2 separate regions of the Sus scrofa genome follow, and region 2 is linked to region 1. A link is a contact called in public Hi-C data. All regions are on one chromosome and are shown on one strand. Each heading gives the region's core, a stretch centred on a gene start, on an enhancer-like site or on the middle of the called end of the contact. The rest is flanking DNA. Distances are from core to core; before and after follow the strand shown. Region 1 holds the start of WDR31 (WD repeat-containing protein 31). Region 2 has its middle 130 kb from the start of MIR378B.

The links. A called contact is a pair of places that touch in the nucleus more often than the background predicts.
Region 2: a Hi-C map of embryonic fibroblasts shows a contact between it and region 1, with 1.4 times the contacts expected there. The contact joins the enhancer-like site here to the promoter of WDR31 in region 1. A contact is called at or near these places in 2 of 5 promoter capture datasets (fetal liver and liver) and 5 of 47 Hi-C or Micro-C datasets (embryonic fibroblasts, fetal heart ventricle, fetal liver and 2 more).

The regions. Positions count from the first base shown.
Region 1 is chr1:253,964,230-253,968,973 of Sscrofa11.1, forward strand. It overlaps WDR31 (WD repeat-containing protein 31), which reads right to left and starts at 2,540. Exons shown (of 11, transcript XM_005660341.3): 1 at 2,342-2,540. RNF183 (RING finger protein 183) reads right to left here and starts at 2,473. Exons shown (of 10, transcript XM_021067676.1): 1 at 2,342-2,473.
Region 2 is chr1:254,267,806-254,272,332 of Sscrofa11.1, forward strand. No RefSeq gene overlaps it. Among named protein-coding and RNA genes, the nearest start is that of MIR378B, 130 kb to the left of the region's middle. Within about 2 kb of position 3,061, at least 38 of the 83 cell types and tissues checked have an H3K27ac peak or open chromatin away from gene starts, as enhancers often do. A contact at or near this core is called in embryonic fibroblasts, fetal skeletal muscle, liver and 1 more, where this site is marked.

The DNA.
Region 1 (4,744 bases), core at 1,290-3,789:
GAAAAAACTAGTGCATTTTTTGGTTGGTTGGGTTTTGTTTTCTGGGTTTTTTGGGGGTTTTTTTGGCCATATCCAAAGCATATGGAAATTCCCAGACCCGTGCCACAGCACCAGCCCACACTACTGCAGTGACAATGCTGGATCCTTAACCTGCTGCACCACAAGAGAACTCCAAAAATTAGGGCATTTAAAGCTCTTGGGGAGTTCCCACCATGGCTCAGTAGTTAACGAACCTGACTAGTATCCACGTTCGATTCCTGGCCTCTTTCAGTGTAGGTCACAGACGTGGCTCTGATTTGGCATTGCTGTGGCTATGGCTGTGGCCGGCAGCTACAGCCTTGATTCAGTCCCTAGCCTGGGAACTTCCATATGCCGCGGGTGTGGCCCTAAAAAGACCTAAGACAGATAGATAAATAAATAGATAAATACATAAATAAATAAAGCAAGCAAGCTCTTGGTTCAGCCTAGCAAACTATTAGTAACAAATGACAACTACTAGCATGGTTACTAGATTAACAGTGATAGAAGTGCTGAAAGCAGCAATTTCGCCTTTACAAATTCTACTCTTAATACACATATATTAAACTTGCATTACAAATATACACAGAGAACATGCACAAGTGGATATGAGTCTGGAGGATATTAAACTGAAGCCAGTGTCTCCTGACCAGTGAATGTTCATACTAAGGCTAAGAATTCATGATGTTAGATATTATACAGCAAGGCAATTTAAAACCTTGAGAACAAATTACATGTACTTGGATAATATCCAGCTTGTAATTTACTGAGTAGACTAAGAAATGAAAATGCTCTGTAGTTTACACTGTGAACATGCACTATACTTGAGAGGTGGGGCAGTGTCCTGTTGACTTTTGTATTTGCACTTTACGCACAGTCTGGGAGAACAGATGCAAGGCAAACATCTTTTGAATGAATGAATGGCATACTGAGGTGGAAAAGTCTGCTTGACAAGAAGCTTTTTAAAAAGAATGTATAGGGAGTTCCCTTCATGGCTCAGAGGTTAACAAATCTGACTAGGATCCTTGAGGTTGTGGGTTTGATCCCTGGCCTCGCTCAGTGGGTTAAGGATCTGGCAGTGCCATGAGCTGTGGTATAGGTCACAGACTTGGCTCAGATCCTGCATTGCTATTGCTGTGCCTGTGGCGTAGGTTGGCAGCTATAGCTCCGATTCGACCCCTAGCCTGGAAACTTCCACCTGCCATGAGTGTGGCCCTAAAAACCAAAAAAAAAAAAAAAAAAAAAAAAAGTGTATATAGGTATAACTGGGTCACTTTGCTGCACAGCAGAAATTGACAGAACATTATAAATTGTAAATCAACTGTAATAAAATTTTTTTTTAAAAAGAAGCATTTTAAGGACCCAACATGAGAATCCTTTAAATCTGCTCAACAATAAATCCTTTAGAGAGCAGTTACCCTGCCCTGTCCCAGATCTCAGGCCTGGGAAGGCTGGCGAGGACTTGGAAAATCCAGCAACTTCATATGGCTCACAATGTCCTTGTCAGTTCCAGATGGAATCAGGCCTAAATCTGAATCCTAGGACCCATTTCTGTCACAATCTGTTTTCCAAAGGCCTTGAGATACCCAGTGGTTACTCTAACTCAAAGAAATCTCTTTTAACTCTCCAGTACAACATTCCTTAATATACTCCAGAATATATCCACCTATCCACCTGTTATTTTTCATGAAGAAACTGGGACTCAAGAGAGCTGTAAGGTGCTAAAACACACAGGAGCAAAACCGGGGGTACCATACCGTATTCCCCTGGACTTCTGGCCCACTGTTCATGTAAATGATGATTTCACATCTCTTTCCTGCTCCCCAAATCTCCCTGTACACACATTTAAACTACATTCTAGGACACCAAAGAACCTAAACCAAACAAGTAGAAGCACGTGGGAAATGCTCTGATTTGACCTTCTAATGTACAGATGTGGGAAACTAAGGCCGAGAGGATACCAAACAGGGTCTTGCCCAAAGCCATTCAGGGAATCAATACTAGCTCCGAACTCCCAAGGTTGCCCCAAGTTTTGGGGACAACCTGTGCGCAGTTCTTCCTCTCTGGCATCTCAGATCCCAAATGCCCCTAATCCTTTCCACGCGTATGGCCGAAGCTGATTTTTGATAGGAGAGAGGGGGTGGGAAGGAAGAGGGTGGCGGCATTCGTCCATAACCAGAACGTAGCGCCCCCCAACCCAAAGCCGGCCTGAGGTACTCCCAACCCTCTTTGGCCAGGTGGGCGGTTTCGGCTCAAAGAGCGCTGCGGCTCCCACTCCCCCGCCCTCTAGCTGCCCCCTTTCCTCCCGCCCTAGGGTCCTTACCCACCGGCGGGTCGGCCGGGCCAGGAGCTGAGGCCAACCGAGGACGCCGAGGCGGAGGGCGTCCGCAGCCTCTACGCTCCACAGCCTCCCACGCCTCCCTTAGCAACGCGGGGCGCGTCTCTAGGGCTGGAGTCCCTGAGAAAACCCTCCGGGTGCCCTCTCCCACCGCCGAACTCAGTTCCCCTAGCTTCCGGTCTCCCAAAGGTTGAGCGGGGCGCAACAATATGCTTTCCCTACTGCAACAGTGCATGGACGAGGGCCCAGAGAATAGGACCGATGTGTCCACGCTGCCAGAGAATCTATGTAATGCAAAGAAAGCTATCACTGTAATAGCTACGGAGAAATCACTTAATAAATACCATCTTGTAAATTATTCGTTCAGATAGAGATGTTGCTTTATTTCTTTGACGTTTTCCCTGATTCCACCCAGGTTGAGATTCTCCTTTGTACACTTGCCCAGGTCTCCCAATCCTCTCTTCCTTTCATTTTTTTCTTTCATCAAATCTTACAGCCCAGGACTATAGCAAAGAGACCCCTCAGTACCCTCTTGAGATCCAATGAGAAGACAAATCCAGAAACTAACAGCAGCTACAAGACAACGTTTTTGTAGTTGCAATTGAATTGCTTCCAGAGTCTATTCACCTCTGTATTCATAGCAGAGAGCACAGGGTTGCTAGGGGCTTGAATGAATGAATGAATGAATGGCAAGGACCCTAGCCAACATTTCTTTTGCACCCTAGTGGGTGCCTTCTGCAGTGCTGATCTCCCAGCAGAACAAAGACTTGAGTTTCTGAATGTTAGGTGCCTGTGGGAACAGAGGTTGGAGTGGTGAGGGAAATTTACCTTCAAAGAATGTCACGGCTGGTCATAGCGTCTGTCATCCAACCCAGAGGGGAATCCCCTCCACAGCATCCTCATTCAGGGTTCCTTTAGCCCCTGCTGATGTTCCCTCAAGTGATGATGCATTCATTACTTTATTAGTCAGTGGCCTGTTGTTAGGAAACTTCCTCCTGACAGGGGCTGGGATCTACCCTCATGCCACTTGTGACATAGATTTTAGCTCAGAGCTGCTGAAGACTCTCCCTAGACACTTAATCTCTCTTCCTCATAACAGCCTGGCAACTTTCAACCAGGAGAGACTGACTGCTTTGCCCTGGGGGACTGGGCTAGGCTCAGCAAAGCTGCAGAGATGACTTAGCAGATCCCTGCCCATAAGATGCTCTAGCTCTGAGAATACAGCCCCCTGAAAGATGCTCTAGGCTTAAGACACCTGAGAATCCTCAACTGAATCTCTAGCTGGGTTTCTCCGAAGATCTTCATATCCACCTGCTTCCTGCCCACCTCCACCTGCCTTTCTAAAGACACATCATCCTTGACCTGACTCACACTGGAAACATCATCTTCTCCCCAAACCTGTTCTGCCTCTTTTCTCTCTGAGTATTTTCTCTCTGGGCACCAGTATTCATCAATCACCCACGCCAAGGATCTAGGAGTCACTTGTAACTTCACCCTTTCCTCCTTGTTCAAGAAACAATCCCTAAGACTTCTCAGTCCTGACTCCTAAATATCTTGAAAATGAAAATCTCTCTGCTTCTCTCTACCCCCTATCTTGGTTCAGGCTAACATCTGCCCAGGATATGATATATTAAAAACGTCCACAAAGGAGTTCCCGTGTGGTACAGTGGGTTAAGGATCTGGCATTGTCACCGCAGGTTCGACTAAGGCCATTGCTGTGGCGCAGGTTCAATCCCTGGCCCAGGAACTTCCACATGACAAAGGCATGGGGGGAAAAGAAGAGAAAAGCCATAAATTCTATGTAGCTTCTCCCATAAGAGTTGGCCTTGTAACTTGTTTTCGCCAATAGAATGTGGTGGAAGTGACTTTTTTTCTTTTTTTTCTTTTTTTCCCGTTTGTAGGGCCGCACCTGTGGCATACGGAGGTTCCCAGGTTAGGGGTAGAATCAGAGCTGCAGCTGCCAGCTTACACCACAGTCACAGCAACGCAGGATCAGAACCGTGTCTGCTACCCATAACCACAACTCACAGCAATGCCAGATCCATAACTGACTGAGCCAAGGCCAGGGATCAAACAGGGAATACTAGTTGGATTCATTTCCACTGTGCCACGACGGGAAATCTGACATTGTGCTACTCCTGACTTTGAGCCTCAAAAGGCCTAATAGTTTCTTTCTTTTTTTCTTTCCTTTTTTTGCTTTTTGCTTTTTAGGTCTGCGCCTGCGGCATATGGAGGTTCCCAGGCTAGGGGTCCAATCGGAGTTACAGCTGTTGGCCTACACCACAGCCACAGCGACGCAGGATCCGAGCCATGTCTGCAACTTATAGCACAGCTCACGGCAATGCCAGATCCTTAACCCACTGAGCAAGGCCATGGATCGAACCCACA
Region 2 (4,527 bases), core at 1,811-4,310, 300 kb after region 1:
CCTCCTTCCTCCTGCCATGCACTGTGACCCGGGAAGCCCTGGGTGGTCTGGGACAGGCTCAGATGCCACTGCATCCAGAAGAACCAGGCCTGCTAATCTGTCTGTAATAAGGATTAGAGGCATTCCCATCGTGGCACAGTGGAAACGAATCTGACTAGGAACCATGTGGTTGTGGGTTCAATCCCTGGCCTCGCTCAGTGAGTTAAAGATCCGGTGTTGCTGTGAACTGAGGCGTAGGTCACAGATGTGGCTTGGATCTGGTGTTGCTGTGGCTCTGGCGTAGGCTGGCAGCTATAGCTCTGATTAGACCCCTAGCCTGGGAACCTCCATATGCTGCAGGTGCAGCCCCCAAAAAGCAAATAATAATAATAAGGCTTAGAAAATTAACATAGTGTCACCTCCACTGTAATAAGTGATTCAGGCCAGAACTATCTATGCACCACGCTAAGAGACGGGGTGAGAGTTCCTGGGGAACAGGATATTCAGTCTTGAAGCATCACCCCTAAAATGGCTTGTTATGTACACAGGGGAGCGTGTTTTGATGCTGGAGGGGCCTGGCCGCCATCACCTCCACCGGGCCATCAGGCAGGGTCTCGGCCATGAGGAGACGGGCTGACGGCGTATTCTCGATGGGACTCTTTGGCCGAAAGCCAATGTGGGAATGCCAGGGGACATTCTGCAGAACATCTGGCCTGGATTCCTCAAAGGGCCTGGTGTCATGAGGAACGGAGTGGAGAGACATGACAGCCAAATGCCATACGTGATGCTTCACTGCATCCTGGATCCAGAAAAACAAACAGCCACAAAGCACGTTTGGGAGGCAGTGGGGGTGGAGGGGGGATGTGAGTGTGGACGTGGTGTTGGGTGATTTGCCTAATTTGTGTTGATTATCTTCACGTGGTGTTGGGTGATTTGCCTAATTTGTGTTGATTATCTTCGGTGTGGGCTTGTGTAGAAGAATGTCCTTGTCCTGGGAGAGGCACACGGAGGGGCTTGTGGGTGAAGTCATCACGGAGCCCCGCCTCACTTTTGGAGGGTTTGGCAAATGTGAGGGGTGGGGGGGCTGTGTCGTGGGAGAGAAAAAGAGACAGAGAAACAGAAGAAAAGGAAGAGGAGGAGGAGAGGTGGCATGGGTGCAGCAAGGTGTTAATAGTTGGTGGAGCTCCATGAGGCGTAGTCCTTCAACTATTCAGTGGGTTAGACTTTTTTTTTTTTTTTTTTTGTCTTTTTGCCATTTCTTGGGCTGCTCCTGCAGCATATAGAGGTTCCCAGCCTAGGGGTCGAATCAGAGCTGTAGCCACCAGCCTACACCAGAGCCACAGCAACACCGGATCCGTGTCTGCAACCTACACCACAGCTCACGGCAATGCCGGATCCTTAACCCACTGAGCAAGGCCAGGGATCGATCCCGCAACCTCATGGTTCCTAGTCGGATTCGTTAACCACTGAGCCACGACGGGAACTCCCATTTTTCAAAATTAAAAAAAAAAAAAAATGCAAATAATCGTAAAAAAAAGAAAAGCACCAAAAAGCCATACATTTTTACTGAACTCTCTAAGAGATATAAAGGCAGGACTTGCATAACAGAAAAATTTCCTCGACACCCATCCACCTCTCCAAGTCTCCTTTCTTAGGGAAGTTGCATCCCTCTTTCCGAAGGTCAGGTGCCTGGTGTGAATCTCACTCCGGCATTTACTTACTGTGTGGCTTTGGCCAAAGTGCTTAAACCTTCCTGTGCCTCCGTTTCCTCTTCTGTAAAATGGGGGAGGATATCGGTACCCACCTGCAGCGTCGTCATGGGGATTAGATGTCATCATAGCACCAGGGAGAACTCAGTAAATGACAAGAATAAGAGCTCAGTCAATGACACCATTGTCCACTGAGGCTGTCCATGGCCCTTTGGGGGAAGCTCAGTTAAGTGAGGGCCGGGCCCATGGTGGCTTCCTTGGCATCTCTGACTCCCCATCCCCATGGTGGGCAGCGGGACATCAGTGCGACTCAGATCCCTGGGATGATTGCTGTGACCACCAGGTGGCAGCACTTAATGGCAGTGGCTTCCAATGCAGGGGCTTCCCTGACCCAGCTTGAGGTCCTGCTTGCACCCACCATGGACCCTGTGTGAGGGAGAAATACATCTTTGTGGTTTTAAACCTCTTGGATGTAGAAGTTTTTTTTTTTTTTTTTCCCCAGTACCGCTTTATTTATTCCGACTGATAAAGCAGGGTTACCCTGTCCGCGGCTCAGGCTCCCTGGAATGTTCATCTTAGAAGGTCAGCCTTAACTGGAACTTTCCAGGCATCTCTGATTCCTAGCCAATGCCCTCAGTCCATTAGAAGCCTCCAGGCTCAGCTCTGCAGCTCCCAGCAGTCCCTCTGCCCCAGTCCAGGGCCACTGAAATATGATCACAGAGAGAGCTCCCAAGCCCCAAATATAGGCTCTTAGGAGCCCCATTTGCTGCAAGACATTTGGTCATTGTCTTAGTCTAGACATCAGAATTAAAATCTCTTATCAGCTCATATACTGGGGAAGTTGGGTCAGGCAGGATCAGGGCCAAAATTCCTCTGCCTCCAGCACAGCTGCTGCCGCTGCTACATCAGAGATGATGCTTATTGGAAGGGAAACCAGGGTTTGGGGGAGGAGCCCCAGATGGGGAGCCAGGAAGTCTGAGCTCCAGCCCTGGCTCTGCTTCTCCTGTGTGATCTCAGGGAGTCTCTTCCTTTCTTCGGGCCAAAGATTAAGTAGACGAGCCTCTTCCTACCTGAGGGCCTTTGTGCAGGTCATTCTTTTGCCTGAGAGCATTTACCCTCTCCTTCCCTCGCCTCCCAGTTAACTCTTGCTCAGCCATCACATCTGAGCCTGAAACACAGGGTCATTGTGCCCCATACATCCCGCTCACTGCCTTAGAGCACTCGCTTGTTGGCTTTAATTACTTTAATTAAAGTAATTACTTTAATTGCTCGTTCAGAGACCGTCTCCCCACTAGGCTCTGAGCTCTGTGACTCCATCAAGGTTTGGTGGAGGAATGAGTGATGTATGTGGATCTGACCTGTGAGAGTCCTCCTGGCAGTCTGGGCACGAAGGGATGGAAGGTGACGTTTCAAGGTGCCCAGCCCATCCCTCCCAGGAGCTGCAGGAGGGTCCCTCTCTTCCAGCTCCCTTTGGCAAGGGTTCAGCACAGCCAAAGTGAGTTGATCCTGTGCTGCCCCCTGGTGTCTGCCTCTAAGATAACAATCCCAGATCCTTGCTCTATGAAGGAAATTGGCAAGGCCCGGGGTTGGGGAGGAGGGGGAGGGGGGGCGAGCTTGCCTTGCCTTGTCTTGTTCATTCCTAACTGCAGCCTTGTGAGATGGGGGTTATTGTCGCCCATTTTAGGAATGAAGAAAGCCTGCATCTGTTCATTTATTTGGAAAATATTTATTGAGTACCTGTCGTTTGTCAGGCATTCTGCTAGGAGCCGATGTGTCAGAGGTGCTTTCTGCCTAGGAGCTTACATTTAGGTCTGTGCTGGGAAAGGAAGACAGTAAACAAATAAACACACAAAATTGTGTGCGTATGTACATGTGTATCCGTGCTTGTGCTTCCATATGTCTGTACACAATGCATGTATGTGTGTACGTGTGTGTGCTTACAGATGTGTCTTTGTATGTGGCCAGCACATTGGTGGCTCAGATGTTAAGTGACTTGTCCAAGGTCACAGAGATGCCGCTGGATTCGAACCCTTTTATGAGGATCACAGCTAATAGCTGCATAAGCCCTAATTCCATGTCACATGCCAAATTCAGTGCTCTGTACGTGTGTGTGTTAATGTGTTTTATCCTCACAGCAACCCTGTTGTTATCTCATTTCATAGCACAGAGAGACTAGACCACTTGGCTGATGTCACACAGAAGCTAAATGGTGGAACCAGGACTTGAACCCAGATGCCTTGGCTACAGAGCCCTTCTTTTTTTTTTTTTTTTTTTTTTTGTCTTTTGTCTTTTGTTGTTGTTGTTGTTGTTGCTATTTCTTGGGCCGCTCCCGCGGCATATGGAGGTTCCCAGGCTAGGGGTTGAATTGGAGCTGTAGCCACCGGCCTACACCAGAGCCACAGCAACGCGGGATCCTAGCCGCGTCTGCAACCTACACCACAGCTCACGGCAAAGCCGGATCGTTAACCCGCTGAGCAAGGCCAGGGATCGAACCCGCAACCTCATGGTTCCTAGTCAGATTCGTTAACCACTGCGCCACAATGGGAACTCCGAGCCCTTCTTCTTAACACTGTGATACACCAACTGTAGGAGTTTTGATATCCAGGGCTTCAATGATGGTGGCAGCAAACCCAGTGCCACCCTCTCCTGCCACCCCAGCCAGGAAGGATCAGAAGGGCCCATGCTGGCCAGTCCTCTGTCTCCAGACCATGCAAGATGGCTGAGTAGTCCTCTGTCCTATGACTTGGAGAGAGTGGGGAGGGGAGGGTGCCACAGAGGAGCAGGAGCTTGATAGGCTGGTCATGGGGGTGGAACCAACCCTGCTAGGTTGTGAGGTGAG